Linked DNA regions of Sus scrofa: all the other regions are linked to region 4. Evidence: chromatin contacts called from public Hi-C and targeted proximity ligation data. All regions are on one chromosome and are shown on one strand. The core of a region is the stretch at or near the end of the contact, and the rest is flanking DNA. Distances in the headings are between cores, read along the strand shown. Region 1 overlaps GRHL2 (grainyhead-like protein 2 homolog). Region 2 has its middle 57 kb from the start of PABPC1. Region 3 holds the start of YWHAZ (tyrosine 3-monooxygenase/tryptophan 5-monooxygenase activation protein zeta). Region 4 has its middle 67 kb from the start of ZNF706. Region 5 overlaps PABPC1 (polyadenylate-binding protein 1). Region 6 has its middle 46 kb from the start of YWHAZ.

The links. A called contact is a pair of places that touch in the nucleus more often than the background predicts.
Region 1: a targeted proximity ligation map of alveolar macrophages shows a contact between it and region 4. A contact is called at or near these places in 1 of 47 Hi-C or Micro-C datasets (blood) and 1 of 2 datasets of targeted methods (alveolar macrophages).
Region 2: a Hi-C map of omental adipose tissue shows a contact between it and region 4, with 3 times the contacts expected there. A contact is called at or near these places in 1 of 5 promoter capture datasets (liver), 24 of 47 Hi-C or Micro-C datasets (alveolar macrophages, blood, brain and 14 more) and 2 of 2 datasets of targeted methods (alveolar macrophages and skeletal muscle).
Region 3: a targeted proximity ligation map of alveolar macrophages shows a contact between it and region 4. A contact is called at or near these places in 1 of 5 promoter capture datasets (liver), 12 of 47 Hi-C or Micro-C datasets (brain, embryonic fibroblasts, fetal heart ventricle and 6 more) and 2 of 2 datasets of targeted methods (alveolar macrophages and skeletal muscle).
Region 5: a contact with region 4 is called in a targeted proximity ligation map of alveolar macrophages. A contact is called at or near these places in 5 of 47 Hi-C or Micro-C datasets (alveolar macrophages, embryonic fibroblasts, fetal heart ventricle and 2 more) and 1 of 2 datasets of targeted methods (alveolar macrophages).
Region 6: a contact with region 4 is called in a targeted proximity ligation map of alveolar macrophages. A contact is called at or near these places in 1 of 47 Hi-C or Micro-C datasets (embryonic fibroblasts) and 1 of 2 datasets of targeted methods (alveolar macrophages).

The regions. Positions count from the first base shown.
Region 1 is chr4:35,407,724-35,410,662 of Sscrofa11.1, reverse strand. The region is part of intron 12 of GRHL2 (grainyhead-like protein 2 homolog); the gene reads left to right. Among named protein-coding and RNA genes, the nearest start is that of NCALD, 140 kb to the right of the region's middle.
Region 2 is chr4:36,079,344-36,082,690 of Sscrofa11.1, reverse strand. No RefSeq gene overlaps it. Among named protein-coding and RNA genes, the nearest start is that of PABPC1, 57 kb to the left of the region's middle.
Region 3 is chr4:35,977,899-35,981,315 of Sscrofa11.1, reverse strand. YWHAZ (tyrosine 3-monooxygenase/tryptophan 5-monooxygenase activation protein zeta) reads right to left here and starts at 1,489. Exons shown (of 5, transcript NM_001315726.1): 1 at 1,188-1,489. The coding sequence starts at 1,481.
Region 4 is chr4:35,699,006-35,702,272 of Sscrofa11.1, reverse strand. No RefSeq gene overlaps it. Among named protein-coding and RNA genes, the nearest start is that of ZNF706, 67 kb to the left of the region's middle.
Region 5 is chr4:36,208,636-36,211,634 of Sscrofa11.1, reverse strand. PABPC1 (polyadenylate-binding protein 1) reads right to left here. Exons shown (of 16, transcript XM_001927747.4): 2 at 1,773-2,999. The coding sequence starts at 1,965. Among named protein-coding and RNA genes, the nearest start is that of PABPC1, 72 kb to the right of the region's middle.
Region 6 is chr4:36,023,794-36,027,187 of Sscrofa11.1, reverse strand. No RefSeq gene overlaps it. Among named protein-coding and RNA genes, the nearest start is that of YWHAZ, 46 kb to the right of the region's middle.

The DNA of each region.
Region 1 (2,939 bases), core at 228-2,727, 290 kb after region 4:
AAATAGTTACATAAGTGACTGCCACCATGTTGCCTCTCATATCAAAACTGTTTTTAATTAATCCTTTTATTTCAAGATAATTGTTGATTTATATGCCATTATAAGAAGCCCACCCCCTTTTTCAATGGCTATGTTTTTATTTTTACTGTAGAGATTGCAGTTAAAAAAATCCACCCCGTAATACTCAAATCTGCATCAAATATACAAGAGATTTTAAAAATATACATAAGGAAATGAAAATAAATCCTGTTTCCCATCTCTCAGAGTAGCAGCTTTTCATCAGCTTCTTCTATTAGTACCAGTTATGCTCGTCAAGGGCTTTCTGCTCACTTCTTAGTCTCTTGTCCTGAGCTGCTGAAAAGCTTGGCAAATACTGGGAAGGAAACACAGCAGGGTCTGGCTCACTTCTCTGTGCTTATCGACTTGATGGACATTTTCCCATCAGTCCTGAATCCCTCAGCGGCCCTAAACACTAATTTCTGTGTCTCTTGTCATCGCGAGATCGCCAAATATGCAAACCTCTTGGTACGTGCCTCCGCTGGATCTACCACCCTCCACTTCCCGTTGAGAAGGGGCATCACTTCCAGATCAAAGTGCTCACGGACTCTCAGCTCACCTCTCTGCAGTTTACTCCTCTGAGATCCCAGCCTCTCCACTCTGGCTGACTCAACCGTAGGCGCCAGTACCCTCAGTAAGATGACAACATAGGTGTATGTACTGTCACGTTGTTGTTCTTTGCTGGAACATTGCTTGGTTTGCCACGAGCTACGACAGACATCTGAGAAACTTCAGTTCCTCTTAAAACCATCCTCCTGTATTTCCTCTTCAGAGGAGCCTTCTGGGGCTTACTGACCTAGTTACTTGCTACTTTCAGTTGTGAGCTCTTAACCACAGATATCCTTACTAAATATATGTGGGGTTTGTTTGTTGATTTTTTTTTTTTTTTTTTTTTTTTTGCCAGTTTGTGTCAGATGAAGGCTGTTGTTACCCGCAAACTTAGCGTTGGTGAAGGTCATTTTGGGATGATAGGTTCTATCCCAAAGAGGGACTTATTGTTGGGAATAAACTCATTTGGATTCTCCTCTGTAATGTGAGAGATGATGTGAGGACTTAAGAGGACCTCCTCTTTTCTGAGGCTGATGAGGGGGAGGGATGTTAATTTATTTAGGAAACACGTGGTCATTAGGCTACATAGGCCACAAGCAGAGTTGTGAACTAAACCCATGGTGTGTCCACGTTGCCTGCAACTCTGTGCTTTATTTTGGCGCCTCCCTTTCTAGGCACCGAAGCTGAGAGCAGCTCAGCCAGCAAGTAGGGTTCCTCATGACTTTTCCCACGTGTGGCCAGAGCCACAGGCTTCAGACCCAAACTCCTACCTAGACTTTTTCTGATGAAACTTAGCTGTCCTTTGTTTATACCTTAGGGACTTGCTTTCCCCTAGGTTGACCCCGCAAGGCTGCTGGACGTGGAGGCCCTCCACGTGTTAATCACACATTGTGCCCACAGTATGGGGACTGATGTCAGAGAAAGCAATTTTCTTCCTTCTCGTCCTTTTGTGGTACAATCCAGTGCAATTGGACAGGGCATCAGGGGACCTGAAATCTGTGTTCTTTCCATCTATCAATTGGGGCAGTCATTTCTGTCCTTCTTTTCTTACTTGGCTTTGAAAAGAAATGAAACAGTCGAATTGAGACCACACAAGCTTATTGACTCCTCCTGGGTTTATAGATTTGAAAGTGTGAAAAAGCATTTCTGATCTCCCAAGAGAAATGTGGTTTATCCAAGATGTTATTTTAATGGCAAAGGTTGTCGTGGCTCAGAATGGGGTGCTGTCAAAAGTCAGCAGAACTGGAAAAATATAAATAAACCCTTCCTTGCCTAGAAAAAGAAAATCACTAGTTTAGCAACCCTGACACAGCATGAGCAAGTGTCTCGTGATATGTCAGGCTATTTACCCATTATTAACCTACTGGTCACTGACAGCTGTGTGAATGGATTTTTAATCTTCTGCTCCTGGGGTCATGGTCAGTCCAGTTCCAAGACATTATTCCAGAATAATATGACCAGCTTTTATGATTTTTTTTAAAAAGTGAGGGGAATATAGTACTAAAACTAAGTTTTAGTACTCTTAAAACTTATTATATATTTAGCTGGAACTTGAATTTTTCCTCTAGTTATTTCCTTAGTTTGACTTACTGTGGAATAAAATAAAATGCCAACTCTTAATATCACTTTTCATACCCTCCCTTGTTCATCATCATCTCAGATTTAATGAATACTTATTTTTTAATCCTTTTTAGGGTTGTTCCTGTGGCATATGGAGGTTCCCAGGCTAGGGGTCAAATTGGAGCTACAGCTGCTGGCCTATTCCACAGCCACAGCAGTGCCAGATCCGAGCCACATCAGCTCACCACAATGCCAGATCCTTAACCCACTGAGTGAGGCCAGGGATCAAACCTTCAACCTCACGGTTCCTAGTCAGATTTGTTTCCACTGCGCCATGGCGGGAACTCCAGATTTATTGAATACTTTATCATGATGTTGTCCCTCAGAGCTGGGTTTGCTCAACAGCCTGTTTCACTTTTTAGCTGCATTGCTCTGCATATGACATATAACACCCTAAGCCTTAGTTTAGTCATCACTGAAATAGGGATGTGGTTGATCCTTGCCCTGCTGGCTCTCAGAGTGTTCAGAAGAGCCATTATTGACTGAGGAGATGAAAAGTGTTTGTAAAACATGGTCTTATTAAAGAATGATAAACATGATTTTGGACCAGCTAGAGTATGAGATTGTAAATTAAAAGTCTGGTTGGGAGTTCCCATCGTGGCTCAGTGGTTAACGAATCTGACTAGGAACCATGAGGTTGAGGGTTTGATCCCTGGTCTTGCTCAGTGGGTTAAGGATCCGGCATTGCCGTGAGCTGTGGTGTAGGTTGCAGA
Region 2 (3,347 bases), core at 556-3,055, 380 kb before region 4:
GGCCTATGCCACAGACATGGCAACATCAGATCTGAGCTGCTTCAGCAGCCTATACAGCAGCTTAGGGCAATGCCAATACTTAACCCACTGAGAGAGGCCACGGATTGAATCTGCATCTTCACAGAGGCAAACGTCAGATACTTAACCCACTGAGCCACAACAGGAACTCCTTCTTGCGGTACTTTTAGTTAAAGGTAATATATTACTGAAGATGCTCAACGGCACTAATTATTAGAGAAGTGCATATCGAAACTACAAAGAGGTACCAACTCACACCAATCAGAATGGCTACATCAAAAAGTCTACAAACAGAAAATGCTGAAGAGGGTGTGGAGAAAAAGGAACCCTCCTACACTGTTGGTGGGAATGTGAATTGGTACAACCACTATGCAGAACAGTTTGGAGACTTCCTTAAAATCTAAAAATAGGACTACTAAATGATCCAGTCATTTTACCCCTGGGCATATACCTGGAAAAGGCAAAAACCCTAATTTGAAAAGATACATGCACTTCAATGTTGCTAGCAGTACTATATACAGAAGCCAAGACCTGGAATCAACCTAAATGTTGATCAACAGATGAATGGATAAAGAAGATGTGGTACATATAGACAGTGAAATATTACTCAGCCATAAAAAAGAACAAAATAATGCCAGTTGGAACATGAATGGAAGTAGAGATTATCATACTAAGTGAAGAAGGTCAGACAGAGACAAATATATGATATCGCTTATAGGTAGAATTTAAAAACTTGATACAAATGGACTTGTTTATCAAACAGAAACAGACTCACAGACTTAGAAAACAAACATGGTTACCAAGAGGGAAAGGGCCAGGAGGGACAAATTACGAATTTGCAATTAACAGATACACATTATTATATATAAAATAGATAAACGACAAGGACATACTATATAGCACAAGGAAATATACTGAATATTTTGTAATAACCTCTAATGGAAAAGAATCTGAAAAAGAATATATGCATGTGTGCATGTGTACATATATGTGTGTGTATATATGCATATGTATAACCAAATCACTTTGCTATACAACTGAAACATTGTAAATTAACTATACTTAAATAATATTTTTAAAAAAGACAATGCTACTCTTACAAATGAAAAACCTATAACGTTTCTTCTCTTTCAAAGTAATTTAACCCAAAGTATCCCAATTTGGGTATGTACAAAACCCTCACAAAGCACAACTTTTTTTGGGGGGAGGGGGGCTACACCTGCAGCTTATGGAGGTTCCCAGGCTAGGGGTCTAACTGGAGCTGTAGCTGCTGACCTACACCACAGCAACTCAGGATCCAAGCTGCATCTGCGACCTACACCACAGCTCATGGCAATGCCGGATCCTTAACCCACCGAGTGTTGCCAGGGATCAAACCCATGTCCTCATGGATGCTAGTCGGGTTTACTAATCACTGAGCCACAACAGGAACTCCTCAAATCACAACTTTTAAAAAGTCACTTATTTGGAGAGGATGTGCCAGCCCCGCAGATATAATTTTCTGCCACTAGATGTCTCTGAGTCTTAAAGCAGCACAGTAATGAGGTTTTTGTCTATTTATACCCACAGATCACCTACCTCCCTGTTAGAGAGTTTCATAATCCTCTTATGTAATGCTGGGCTGTCAGCTACAGTTAATCATCAGTTGGGAAATGGGCAGCGGGGATCTCAAGGGCTCCATGCCCCCAACACCAGGCTGGAAGTGTTGAGAGAAAGGTCTGTTCCTGTGTGACCACACAGAACCCCACAACCCTGAAATGCGTCCCTGTGTTAGGCAGGGAAGGCTTGGACAGGGAGATCGGGCAGCGGAAACAAAGAGCTGCCTGGGGCGTATGACCAGATGGATGCGGAGACCAAATCCTCCTTTTTCTTTCAGTTTGGAACCAGCAGATGAGCTAGCGGGCTGACTGGTATCTCAGCCCTGCATGTCTCCCCTGCCTGCAGGCACATCTTAAAACTCTGACTCTCACTTCACACCTGCCCCCACCCACACACTCAGACCAGGGACCATACAGTCAGCAAAAGCCAGAGAAGGCTCTCCACACTCCCTAGCATGTCATCAGGCCCTGTCATCAGTCTCCTTTCTGTGGGTTTACATGGACGCGTCTGGTCAGCCTAGCCAGGGACTCCCACTGGGTGAGGACCACTCTTCTTCAACTTTGCAACCCCTACGCCCTACGCCCAAATCTTTTACATGGCAGGTATACAATGAGCATCTGTTGAAACCAAAGTGTGATTATGAAAGTGTGAGAAGACTAATGAAGTTATTCTTCACTGATGAATCTTAAAAAAATAGCTCGATGCCTCCAATAAGAAGAAGCCATCATTTTTTCTTTTTTTTAGGGTCGCATCCACGGCATATGGAAGTTCCCACTACAGCTGCTAGCCTACGCCACAGCCAGAGTAACATGGGATCCGAGCCACGTCTGTGACCTACATGACAGTTCATGGCCACACCCGATCCTTAACCCACTGAGTGAGGCCAGGGATTGAACCCTCATCCTCATGGATCCTAGTTGGGTTCGTTAACCGCTGAGCCATGAAGGGAACTCCAATAAGAAGTTATCATTGATGAATGCATCCCCCTCCCCTCCCATGGTTATTTGGAGGCTGACTTTAGCAGCTCCTTAAAGCCTAGCATTTCAGTGTGAGGGTTAAGGGTGTGAACTCTGGAGTAAGGTGGTGTGGGGTAAATCTTAGCTCCAGGATGTATTAGCTCTGTGACCTTGTGGCTGGAAACAGGGCTTCTGTAAATGGGGACAATAACAGCACTCATTTCATAGATTAGTTGTAAAGACTCAGTAGGTTAATACTCATAGCATCGTTAGCACAGCTCCTGGTACATAGCAACTGCTCAATAGTGGTTAAGAGCTAGTGGCCAAAGTGAGAATGGCTGCAGTTCAAATGCTTCTATAACTCAGGCAAGTTACCTAAACTCTCTAAGCGTCAGTTTCTTCATCTGTAAAGTGGGGATAATGCTGCTCACCTCAGAGAGTTGGCGTAGGGATAGGAAGCTAGCAGCCCACCTTAGCCGTGATTACCAGTACGTTTTAGGTGTTGAGTAAATAGCTTGTGGGTAGGTTGGCCAGGACATTGGGAATTGGTCATGACACTGACATTCACGATACTGCCAATCCCCTACCTTTTCTTAAACACCTAACTTGTGTGCCTATTTCTTATTTCACTTGGTTCATAAAATCCCTGAAACTAACACAACATTGTAAATCAACTATACTTCAATAAAAATTTGAAAATCAAAACAACTCTTCAGCTCACTTTAATCCAGAAGTTGGTGGCGATTCATGAAACATGTGGTTCCAATCTAGTCC
Region 3 (3,417 bases), core at 240-2,739, 280 kb before region 4:
TGATAGCTATCAGTGTAAAGATTTCAAGTTAGTTATCAAAACCAAACTACACACAAAAGATACCACATGAAGACTGTGAGGCCATGTTAAGATAACTGTCCTTTAAAAGAGAGCCTAAAGAAAATTAACATTTGAGAAAAATATTCAATTTAGGAACTGAAGCTATTCCATTAATGTAAAAGAATACCACTACAACTGTACCAAACCCCAAACCCACAACAGCAGAAATAATTCTGTACTGCTCATTACAGCAGTTCTTCCATGAACAACGATCAAATAATAAGTAGTGCAGCTGGATTTTCAGAGAAATTGGGATACTGTATACAAGAGCGCTGCCATAATGAGACCCAATGTATAACCTAAAGTCCTACAATATAAGGGTAATCATTTAGTAAAACCCACTTTAAGTGCAAAAATGCCTGGTTCATTAAAAAGGGAAAGTATTAGCATATATAGGATGTTATATGCTAAATGGTCGATCTTCTACCAGTTTATCCTCAGATTGAAACTCTTCTGAAATAGAAAGTTACCATTTTTAAGAAAATGTTAAAACAGCCAAAATGTAATGTTCAATTTTTCTAAGGTATTTAAAAAAGCAGCCATTCAACACAGTAGGGACTGAATACTTAAAATACTTCTTGAGTGAACCTGGAAAATAAAGCTTGAGATAATCTTTTATTGTGGTTGTCAATGTTCAAAGATGACTTTCAACACTTAAAAGCAGGAAGAAAGAAAAGCAACTGCTAAGCCAGTTTTCACCATGGCTGACTCACTACATTAACATTATAGTGGCTAGCTCAGGGAAGGCTACAATGTCTCCCATTACATCTTACATAAAACAAGACATATAAAATTCCTGCAGTGTATTTTTTACTTTTAAGAAAATCAGCCATAGAACTACCACAAATACTCTAACCACAACTGAAAAATACTATTATCTTCTCCATTAGAAAAAAAATACACTGGCAGTCTATGTGAAATGATTGATAATCATCATTGCATTTATTTTATACCAACTTAATTTAACCACTACTGTTTTAACATCTTTTAGTAAAGATATTCTGGAAGACTTGGAAATCTAGAACACCCCTTTTTTAAAAGGAAAAGAAAAACCAAAAAAAGAAAAAGTTGACAGTAACATAACTGATATTCACTATAGATGCTAGACTGAATGGTTGGATTCTCACCAGTACATCATTGCAGATATCTCTTAGCTCGGTCTCAATTTTCTCTCGGTATTCTCGAGCCATCTGCTGTTTTTTCTCAGCACCTTCCGTCTTTTGCTCAATACTTGAGACGACCCTCCAAGATGACCTACGGGCTCCTACAACATTTTTATAAGCAACTGAGAGAAGATTCCTCTCCTCATTGGATAATTCAGCTCCTTGCTCAGTTACAGACTTCATACAGGCTGCCATGTCATCATATCGCTCAGCCTGCTCGGCCAGTTTGGCCTTCTGCACCAGCTCATTTTTATCCATGACTGGATGTTCTGCAGGAGAGAAAAAGTAGCATTTAGATATTTTTTCCATTAAAACAATCAGACTCAACTTTAATTCTCTTGTAAATAAGCTGTGTTAACACCCCAAACCTAATTACCTATGGAAGATTCTTCACATGAGGAATTTAATGCAGCCTCACAAAAGGATGTTCAGAATGAGAAAAAAAATTGATATACTCAGCATGCAGATGGTCATTTATAGCCATTAACAACAGTTTTGCTTTAGCAAAACTAAAGCAGCTTTGCCTCATCTTTGTTCAGAAGATCCTAATTTCACATAAGGTCAAAGCACATTTGACCAAGAGCCTTGAAAACCAACCTTTATCTTACTTGGTCAAAATTTCCACTCAGTTTCCATTATCACTAAGTAATCCAAAATCAAGGAGCTTATCTTTAGTGAAGACACCACTTACAAAAACATTACTTTCTGTCATACTTGTGCACGATTCATGTCAGTTTAATTTAATTCATGTCCTTTTAGTTTAATAGTTACTCTTATCAGGAGCATTTAAATTTACCACCCCTACCACAAGTCCACTGATCTTTGCAAATTTGTCACCTGATGACAGCATGCCAATTCTCTAGGAGAAATGACCAAATTTCTTGTTTAAGATATTCTCAATATTAACCCACCACCAAGGATCAAGACCAAAGTGGCCCTAAGGGTTCATTTACCTGTACCTTCTTATATGCACAGTCTTAAAAAAAAAAAGGATATATATATATATCTCCATGAGTCCCGGAACTTCAGTTCTATCTGTGAGCTCTAAATTATGCATAGTAAGTGCTTCCAGTGTGACCAGTGTTTCTGATGTCCTTGTTCAGTTTAAATGATGAATTACTGCACTGTTTCTAGCAGTCAAAATTCAATTGAATACATTACTACTCACGCTTCCCTTCCTAATTCTTTCTCTCATTTTAAAGCTCCCTTGACTTTTCAATTTACCCCCGTTATAGTCTTCCTTAAGATATCCTTTTGAAGAGTCGTAAAACAGCAAAGACACTAAACCATACAGTGATCCCAGAGGGTACACAATTTTAAAGAAAAATGTACAGCCTGAGTGTGGAAGAGAAGAGCTACTGTCACTCACTACGGGAATTGACTCCTTTTACCTTCCCAGGGAAATGCCACAATACTTGGGGGGCGGGGGGGTAACACCCCACAAATCCGAACAGGTCCCCACGTATTTAAACAAGTACTTAGCTAGCTTGAATGGGAAGTATATACTGCTTCAGTGTGAAAACCAAAATTGTGATCGCATAACCCTCCAACCCCCTCCCTTCTCGAAATTACTAATGCGTCCCCTAGGACCTAAAAAATGCTCTCAGGCTAATGCTCCTTCTAATGAAAACTATCTAAAACCAGTACAAAGGTTTCTCTCCTCACCCCCTCGGGTACAAGGGGAAGTGGATTAGGTTTCTCATAGAATAACCAGTGCTCCAATGACTCGCCGCACCCATTTAACCCTTAACGGACGTAAGCCGTCGAGATGAGTAAAACAAAATCCGGCCGACTGTGACTTTAAGGTGCAAACCCTTCTGTCCGCGCCATCCGCAACCCCCTCCTTGGCTCCGCCCAAGCTGGTGCCTCCGCTCAGTCCCCGAGTCTCCCTCTTTGTCATGGCGGATCTGTGTCAAGGAGCCCAACCTACTGCCGAGTGTTAATTCCCCCACCAGAGCCGGAGGGAGGAGCCGCGCGCCCCCGCCCGAGCCGGGGAGGGGGAGCTACCCGCCCGCGCCGGGGGCACGGACGCCAGCACCGCCCGCAGAAGCGGAACCACGACGGGCCGGCCGCGGACACACCCCACTCTCCCACCGGCGTCCGTCCGCCCGCCACCGGACACCGCGGGGGCTCATTTAATCTGCAGGGGACCCGACAGCTGCGGCAGGTGGGGGAGGGGGCGAGCCACACCCAG
Region 4 (3,267 bases), core at 738-3,237:
GCCTGGAGCTTTGTGCAGAGCCCCTACTCACCCCATTGCCAGGGGCGCTGGTACTGAATGGCTTCAGCTCCATTGTTTCTTCTGCCGCCACAGCTCCACCTCCCCCACTATGACCTTCAACAGGCCTTCTGCCCATGGAGGCATCAAACCGCCCCAAAGGGAAATGCTGATGTCAGCATTCTCTCAATGAGGAACTCTAACTTAGAGAGGTCAGACAGAGAGCCTGCACACGCAAGTGGCTGAGCCAAGCGCGCCTGTCTGCAGTTCCTCCCCACCCCCTTTATTTTTCTTTCTTTTTAGGGCCGCATGTTTGGCATATGGAGGTTCCCAGGCTAGGGGTCCAATCGGAGCTACAGCTGCTGGCCTACACCACAGCCACAGCAACGCAGGATCTGAACCACGTCTGCCACCTACACCACAGCTCACAGAAACGCCGGATCCTTAACCCATGAATGAGGCCAGGGATCAAACCCAGATCCTCATGGATACTAGTTGGGTTCTTTTTTTTTTTTTTTTGGTCTTTTTTAGTGACACACCCGCGGCATAAGGAAGGTCCCAGGCTAGGGGTTGAATTAGAGCTGTTGCTGCTGGCCTACGCCAGAGCCACAGCAGCGCCAGGTCCCAGCCACGTCTGTGACCTACACCACAGCTCATGGCAAAGCTGGATCCTTCACCCACTGATTGAGGCCAGGGATCGAACCCGAAATGTTGTGGGTCCTAGTCAGATTCATTTCCGCTGCGCCACGACGGGAACTCCCTAGTTGGGTTCTTAACCCGATAAGCCACAACGGGAACTCCCCCAGTTCCCAGCCTCAGGGCTGGTTTGGAGGTTCACGCCCATGCCATCCTCTGGGCCACTTCACCGTTGCCTCCTGGGTTCCGTGGCTTGGCTCTTTCTCGGCTGTGCTCAACTGGGTGTCAGTAAATCCAACCTCAAGAAACTTCACCTTTGTTGAGAGAAAGGAAGCCTTCCACTCCGCAGCCTACACAAGCAAGATCACGCTGTGGTTCACTCTATTTGCAATTTCCCTTCTCTGCAGGCCCCGGGACTGGCCTGGAGCTCAGGCTCTGGCTTCAGTTCTTGGCCCCCCAGCTCCAATACAGGGCCCAGGGCACAGCAGAGTCCTCTCACAATAAGGGCCCTTTCTTTTTATTTTTTATTTTTGCCTTTTTGCCTTTTCCAGGGCCACACCCGTGGCATATGGAGGTTCCCAGGCTAGGGGTCCAGTCGGAGCTGTAGCCACCGGCCTACGTCACAGACACAGCAACACGGGATCCGAGTCGCATCTTCAGCCTGCACCACAGCTCACAGCAACTCTGGATCCTTAACCCACTGAGCAAGGCCAGGGATCGAACCCGCAACCTCATGGTTCCTAGTTGGATTCATTAACCACCGTGCCATGATGGAAACTCCAACAAGGGCCTCTTCTTGGGCAGATGGCACCCTGACACCGGGCGGGTCCTGTTACCCACACTTGGAGCCACTCCTACCAGTGGAAAGGCAAAGACCTCAGACACAGAAAAGCTAACGCCCTCAGAGGCCCTGACCTCATCCACTTCCTCACACAGGGCAGGGGCAGTCCTGGTCCCTTGGAGGTGGAGCAGCGACAGGCCTGACTGGAATTGCTTTCAAATGCCCCAGTTTCATCTGTTTTCAGTCAGAGTAGGCTGGTCGACCATGAGCAAAGCCTTTCATGTGGCTAAAAATGTATAGAAATTCCAAACCAGTTTTTAAAATTCAAAATTGGACACTGAGCCCAGGAATCTTCCTCTACAAGAGAGAAGTGTGTGCATTTGTGGATTTTGTCTCAGTGCTGGAGAAACAGACTCCCAGATCATGTAACCAAAGGCCTCGAGGTCCCAGAGGCTGCACTGGTCTGGTTCCTGACAACCGTCAGATTCCAGCTTCTGATCTCTTACAGGCCTCACTGTGAACAGACTAAACTCAACATGGCTTCAAAGGCAGTGTTGCAGCATCGCCTGGGCTGTCTGTTTTTCTGGGCTCAAGTTCACTCCTTGATTGCGTGCGCTGTCTTCCCTCGAGACGCAGACTTACTCCACTCCGGCTCTTGAATCGTTTGTGTGGGGCGGGCTCACGCTTTCTGAAGGGCAACTGGTTTTAAATAAGTAGTCACAGGCTCAAGCAAAGACTACAGAATATATTTTTATTCCACTGTGGTGGACACTGCACGTGGATCAGAGAAAGCAGGAGAGATGAGGGTCAGCTCAGGACAGGAAGAGAAGACATTTATCCACAAATTACATAATCCACAATTACATAATCCATCAGCATTACCACATCAGATCCCAAACTCTCAGGGAGGAAAAAAAAAAAGTATTTGTTTTCCTTTTCCCTTGTCCTTTTTTCCCCTCTTAAGTGCTAAAAATGTGTTAATGATGCAAAATCAAATCACTTTGGACCATTAATCAACACCCACACTTGGAGACAATATTAAAACAAGTAGGAGTGGCCATTCTCATTTAATTTATCCGGTAATACTGTCCCTTGTAGCCACCGCTGTGGACTATAACATTGGATTAAAGCTCTTCTTATTCCATTTGTCACTACGAACTACTCTGTGACTCATCATTTCCACGGTCCCCACTTCAGAGATGACTCTGAGATGGATTCATCACTATGGGGACAGGGGAGGTCCAAGGCCACAGCATCTGATGATTTGTGGGCACATGACCCCAAAGTTTCTACCCTCAGACCCAATGGAAAGTGACTAGAGCCCCATGGATGTGGTGGTGACCAGATTCTCCACCAGCGATTTACTGCTGTACCACAGAGTGCCGTGAAACCTAGAGGATGGCGTTCCTGTTGTGGCTTAGTGGTAATGAACCCGATTAATATCCATGAGGATGCAGGTTCGATCTCTGGCCTTGCTGGAGGATCGGGCAAGGATTGGGCATTGCTGTAGCTATGGTGTAGGCCGGCAGCTACAGCTCCGATTCTGTTCCCAGCCTGGGAACTTCCATATGCCTTGAGTGCAGCCCTTAAAAAAAAAGAAGAAGAAAGAAAGGAACCTAGAGGTTTTTGCTTTTTTTGTTTTGTTTTGTTTTTGTCTTTTCTAGGGCCGCTCCCGCAGCATATGGAAGTTCCCAGGCTAGGGAGTCTAATCAGAGCTGTAGCCACCGGCCTATGCCAGAGCCACAGCAACACGGGATCCTTGACCCACTGAGCAAGGCCAGGGATCGAACCCACAACCTCATGGTTCCTAGTCGGATTCCTTAACCACTGCACCACGACGGGAACTCCAAAAC
Region 5 (2,999 bases), core at 80-2,579, 510 kb before region 4:
AGATAATATGCAGTGTACTGTAACCATGGTAACCTCCAAGTTTGACTTTTCAAATTCCAACAAATTTTTAAAAATTGTTTTTTTGGGATTTACATGTAAGTTTAGAAAGAACAACCACTTTCAAAGGTTTCCATTTTATGGTCTCTAGAATTCGTACAGATTTTCTCCATTGACTCTTTAGTTTATCTGCCCCCAAATTATCTTCCCTGATCTTACTTTATCTTCCATTCAGTGATAAATCTCTCCCAGAGTTGAGAAGAACTGCTAAGGAGTGACATGTGGAGCTACTGCTTACAGAGCAAAAGGGCAGGAAACCTGCAGTGCAGTTTTACAACTTTTGGCTCAGTGTCACTCAACAGTCTGCCTCCCCAAAAATCTCAGTATCAACTTTACCTAGTGAAAAGCTGACCACTAAATAACTCTAGGTCTGTTATTAGAAATTCAAATTCTACCCTTTAGATCTTTCCTACAAAAATAAATTCCTTGTATTTTGTAATACTTGACATGTATTCAAGTACCCTGGGAAAAAAGGAGGCAAAATAGGGTCATAAACTCAAGTGAAAATGACTTTTGTAAGTCAACTAATCCAAATATAAAGAAAAATCCTGGCAACTCATCAGGCTACATAGTTTATCTGTTTGCCAAAATCTGGATTTTTTTGAACTGTTTAACTTCAAATTAAAAATACAAGGTTGCCTGCATTTTCCCTCATAAATTTCAAGCTAACTCTGTATCTGTTAACATTGTGAGCAATCATTCCCCATGTAGGGATACTCTGGACCACTTTTAAAAATAAAGACACCCCTACTTGAATGCCACATAAGCATATTATGGTCCAGTCCACACCACACTCACAAGTAACATTTTACAGTCAAAACAGATGACATTTAAAAGTTAAACCCCTCCAAACCAGAGAAACTACTTGAGAGGGGAAAAAATATTCTGAACAAGTTACTAGTACTGCGAAATTAGTTTCATTAAAAAAAATTAAGACGACCTAAATTAAATTGCCTGAGAAAACGATGGCCTTCAAAGGGGTCATTTTCCATATCCCCTCCTCCCATCCTGTTAACGCTACAGTGAGAAGTGCCTGATCTCGGGGAAAACCCCCAACGCTGGGCTCACTGGTAATTTACACTTCTAGAGCCATCAGTCACTGACAAGTTATTAAGAACGGGAATCAGAAACCTGACGACCAGCACAAGATCCCCAAATTAACTTTATTCTAAGTCCCTGTGGCTCCCCCAGGCGACTGGGCCAGTAGCAGGAACAGGCCTCGGGCCTGTGAGGTTACAGGGTTCAACACGTGGTATTTTTCGAGCACCGAAAGGCACTTCCTCCCGGTCCTGGGGCGCCGGCAAGAACCTGGGGTGGAAGGAGCGCCTCCACCTATTGCCGGAGAAGGGGGCTCGACGCTCGACGCCCCAGAATCCCGCAGCTACTGGCGGGAGTGCCTTGGAAGAGTCCAATCTCACCCACTCTCCCGGCGCGTCATCACCCTAAACTTTGAGCCGCTGAGGCCGAGAAAATGGTCGCAGAGGAGGAAGTGCCAGGCACGCGAGGGGCGTGAGGCTACTGGCGGCACGGGTCCCGGAGGACACGGGGAACCGGGGTCCCGGCGCCCGAACCTCGCCCCACTGGCCCTGTGTGTGGGGGGGTGACATGCCCTCCCGCTCCCTCCCCCCGGGCCCGCCGGCCTAGCCCGCCCGCCGCCGCCGCCACCACCACCGCCTGAGCCTCATGGCCGCTCGCCCGCCCGGCCCGCATCTCACCGTCCGCCGGCTGCTGGAAGTTCACATACGCGTAGCCCAAGGAGCGGCGGGTGATCATGTCCCTGCAGACCCGGATGGAGAGGATGGGCCCGGCCGGGCTGAACTTCTCGTAGAGCATCGCCTCGGTCACGTCGGGGTGTAGGTCCCCCACGTAGAGCGAGGCCATGGGGTAGCTGGGGGCGCTGGGGTTCATCTTGGCACGGCTGCCCGCAGGGCCACAGGCCGCGACCTTTCCGTGAGAGGAGAGCGAGTGCTGGGGCCGGGGGGCCGGAGCCGGGGGGAGGGGAGCGGGGGCAAGCGCAGAGGGACAAAAATCAACCGGAATCGAAAACTACTCAACGGCCGCAGAACGGAGTCGATCCGCTTGCCGCTGGCTGCTGGCTGCCGGCAGGGGAGAGAGGGTGGCGGTGTCGGGTCCGGGCAGCGGGAAGGCCTCGGTCTCTTGGTTCCTTCTTGGAGCTGCTGCGGGGCCGCGGGCGGGCGGGTCGGTCTCGGCTGCTTCACCGGGTTATTTTATAAAAGAGGAAGAAAAAAAAATAAAAGTCTCCGGCGGGGGAGACGCGGATTTTTTGTAAATTTTTTTTGGGTTTTTTAAAAGATTTTTTTAGATTTTTTTTGGATTTTTTTAATAATAAATGTGTGTTCCGAGCCCGGAGCACACACTCCGCACTCTCAGCACTAACCGCCGGGGAGAAGGGGAAGCACCGCCTCCTGCACCCTCTACTTATACCCCCCGCCGCACTCGCCCCGCCCCCGCGCGTCTGACGCTAGGGCCCTACGCGAACGTCAGCGCCGGAGGAGGAGGAGAAAAGGGGGCAAGGAGGAGGAGGGAAAAGAAAAAAAGGAGGAGGAAAGAGCCGAGAGGAAGGGAGAGGTGGCGGCGGTGGCTGCTGCGGGCGTGGGGGTGGGGCTGGGGCGGAGGGGCGGGGCTTCTGCGCACGCGCCGCGGCCGGGGGAGGCGGAGCCTGTGCTGCGTAGCGCCTGTGGGGGAGGGGAGGGCCGGCTCGCGGGCTGCACTTGGAGGAGGTGGGTGGGACGGCCCCTCCTCCCACACACCCCGCCCCACCTCCACCCGGGAGAAGCGTTAACCCGTCACCGCGGCTGTGGGCGGCACGCGGGGCTTCCGGGTTCCCGGGCGCTAACTACCCCCCACGTGCACGGCCACCCGGGCCTCTTCCCGCCGCAGCCAACCCTGTTCCATTCGCCCACGCCCCCAAGGGATGCCGG
Region 6 (3,394 bases), core at 433-2,932, 330 kb before region 4:
AGCCACAAACCACAAAAACTTATAAATGTTCCTATACACAAAAAAGGCCTTTTAAAGCATGATGAGGAATTAGAAGACTCCTGAGCTACATCTTTGCTCTTAGACTTTTGCACCCCTGCATGGGTGGGACAGCAGCACACAGATATGGGAACCTCCGCCAGATCTGGAAGGCATCCACGCCGGCTGATGGGGAGTAGACTCGGAGAAAGGATAGAAGATGAAAACTAAGGGCAGAGGGAGGAAGGGAGAAGGAGTAATAGGGAAGGCAGCCAGGCTGGAGCTGAATAATGAATGGTACTCACTGGCTCCCCAGAGAAGCCCTGGAGCCTCTATTCCTGAAACAGCGGAATTATTGATGGGAAATATATGATGCCCTGGCCCGAGCTGACAGCTGCAAGACAAGCTGACAGCAGTTTAAATGGATCCTGCCCCCCATAAAGTGAAGGCCCCTCTCTGGTCTTTAGAGATGCTTAAGGCCCCTGTGCAGAGATAGTGAAGAAATTCTGGATTTCAGAGGGTCCATGATTCTCCCTGACCAGGTCTGGAAGCAGCAGGAGGCCTTGGCCAGAATCACAGGCTGACCTGGTGATGCTCTTAATGTGTGAAGCCCTGCTGGCTCCTCTAGGACTCTGGGCATTTCCCAAGCAGCGTCCATCCCTTCTTCTTTTTCTTCTTCTTCTTCTTCTTCTTTTTTTTTTTTTTTTTTTTTTTTTGTCTTTTTAGGGCCGCCCCCACAGCATATGGAGGTTCCCAGGCTAGGGGTCAAATCGGAGCTGTAGCCACTGGCCTACACCACAGCCACAGCAACGCCAGATCCCAGCCATGCCTAGACCACAGCTCACAGCAACGCCGGATCCTTAACTCACTAAGCTGGGGGTGGAACCTGCATCTTCATGGATGCTTGTCAGGTTCATTAACCACTGAGCCACGATGGGCACTCCCTGTCCATCCCCTTTCTGATCTGCTCAGTTTTGTCCACCTCCAGTCGGAGCCTCTACTAATTTGCTGGAGCTGATACAACCAAGTACAGTTGACCCTCAGTGTAAAAGGGCGATTGAGTCCAAGACCAAAATCCCAGAGCAGCCTCTGCACCTGCCGTTCTGTAGCCACGGATTCAACCCACTGTACTTACTGAAGAAACAAATCCACCTAGAAGTGGACTCATGCAGTTCAAACCCATGTTATTCAAGGGTCAATTGTACCATAGTCTGCACGGCTTAGACCACAGAGGTCTATTGTCTCAGTCCTGGAGGCCAGCAGTTGGGGCTCCAAGTGTCAGGACGGTGGTTCCTTCTGAGGATTCTGCAGAAGGCTGGGGGCCCGTTCCCCGTCCTTGCTGCTGGTGGTTTGCTGGCAGTCTTTGGTGTTTCTTGGCTTATAGGCCCACTATCACAACACCTGCCTTCACCATCACATGGCATCCTCCGTGCTGGGGGGGTGGGGGGGGGTCTGTCTCCATGTGTGCAGTTCTCCTTGCTGTAGGGCCATCAGTCGTACTGGATTAGAACCCACTGTAATGACCTCATTTTGATTATCCCTTTGATGAGCCTGTTTCCAAATAACTGTCCAAATAAGGATTGAAAAGATCCTATTTCCTCAGTTTGCAAGTCATAAGTGTATCAGATCGACATGCTGTACAACTTACACTGACGCAGTTATATGTCAAGTATCTTTCAGTAAAGCTGGGGAAAAAGGAAGCAGGAAAAAAAAATCTCCAAGTTCCTGTTTGGCTCAGTAGGCTAAGGATCAAATGTTGCCAAAAGCTGTGGCATAGTTTGCAGATGCAGCTCGGATCTGGTGTTACCATGGCTGTGGTGGAGGCCTGGAGCTGCAGCTCCGATTGAACCCCTAGCCCGGGAACTATGCTGCAGGTGTGGCTCTAAAAAGAAAAAGAATGAAAAGAAAACCAAAAAAGTCTCTATTATCAAATAAGGTCACATTCACAGGTACACATACAGGCTTAGGACCTCAGCTCCTTTTTGAAGGACAAAATTTAACTTGTAACAGAGCCTTTATGACAGACCTGGCTTTCCTTTTTCTGCACTGACTCTGGGCCCTCTTCACATGGGTAAGTCTCTGTGATTCATTATGAAAGTTTGTAGCCCAGAATACTGCCCTGGGTGTGTAAGGTTCTCAGTTGATATTGGTTTTGTTTGGGGTTTTTTTGTTTGTTTGTTTTTTTGTTGTTTTGTCTTTTTAGGGTGGTTCCCAGACTAGCAGTCAAATGGGAGCTATAGCCGCCCGCCCATACCACAGCCACAGAAACGCCAGATCTGAGCCGTGTCTGCGACCCACATCACAGCTCCCGGCAACACTGGATACTTAACCCACTGAGCAAGGTGAAGGATCAAACCCACAACCTCATGGACATTATGTCAGGTTCTTAACTGGCTGAGCCACAGCAGAACTCCATAAGTTGATATTTGTTGAATAAATAGAAGAATCAATGAATGAAGGGATGTCACAGAAACACAATGCTTTTCAGAAGTTCTGATCTTCTCACTCTGCCTGAGACAAGCTCGAGGAATAGGATTCCTTACAATCATACCGAGGCCCCCAGCTAGATGAGAACAGTAGGAGGGCTGAGTATTCCCCTAGCAGGGAGCAGGGACCCTGGTAGGGAGATCAGTGCTGTTCAGCTTTTCTGGAATAATTTTTTTTTTTTTTTTTTTTTTTTTTTTTTTTGCTTTTTAGGGCTGCACATGCAGCATATGGAGGTTCCCAGGCTAGGGGTCAAATCAGATCGGCAGCTGCTAGCCTACAACACAGCCACAGCAACGCCAGATCCGAGCCGAGTCTGCAACCTACACCACAGCTCACGGCAACACCAGATCCTTAACCCACTGAGCGAAGCCAGGGATCAAACCCAAAACCTCGTGGTTCCTAGTCAGATTCGTTTCCGCTGCACCACGACAGGAACTCCCGGAATAAATTTTGTCTGCAAGTTTCTCAGATACTTTTTTTTCCATTTTTTTTAATTACTCAAATGAATTTATTACATTTATAGTTGTACAATGATCATCACAATCTGTTTTCAAAGAATTTCCATCCCACAGCCCAGGCACATCTCCCCACCCCCCAAACTGTCTCCTTTTGAGACCATAAGTTTTCAATGTCTGTGAGTCAGCATCTATTCTGCAAAGAAGTTCCATCTGTCCTTTTTTCAGACTCCACATATCAGTGAAAGCATTTGATGTTGGTGTCCCATTGTATGGCTGACTTCACTTAGCATGATAGTTTCTAGGTCCATCCATTTGCAAAAAATGATGGTATTTCATTCGTTTTAATGGCTGAGTAATATTCCATTGTGTATATGTACCACATCTTCTGGATCCACTCCTCTGTCGATGGACATTTAGGTTCTTTCCATGTCTTGGCTATTGTAAATAGTGCT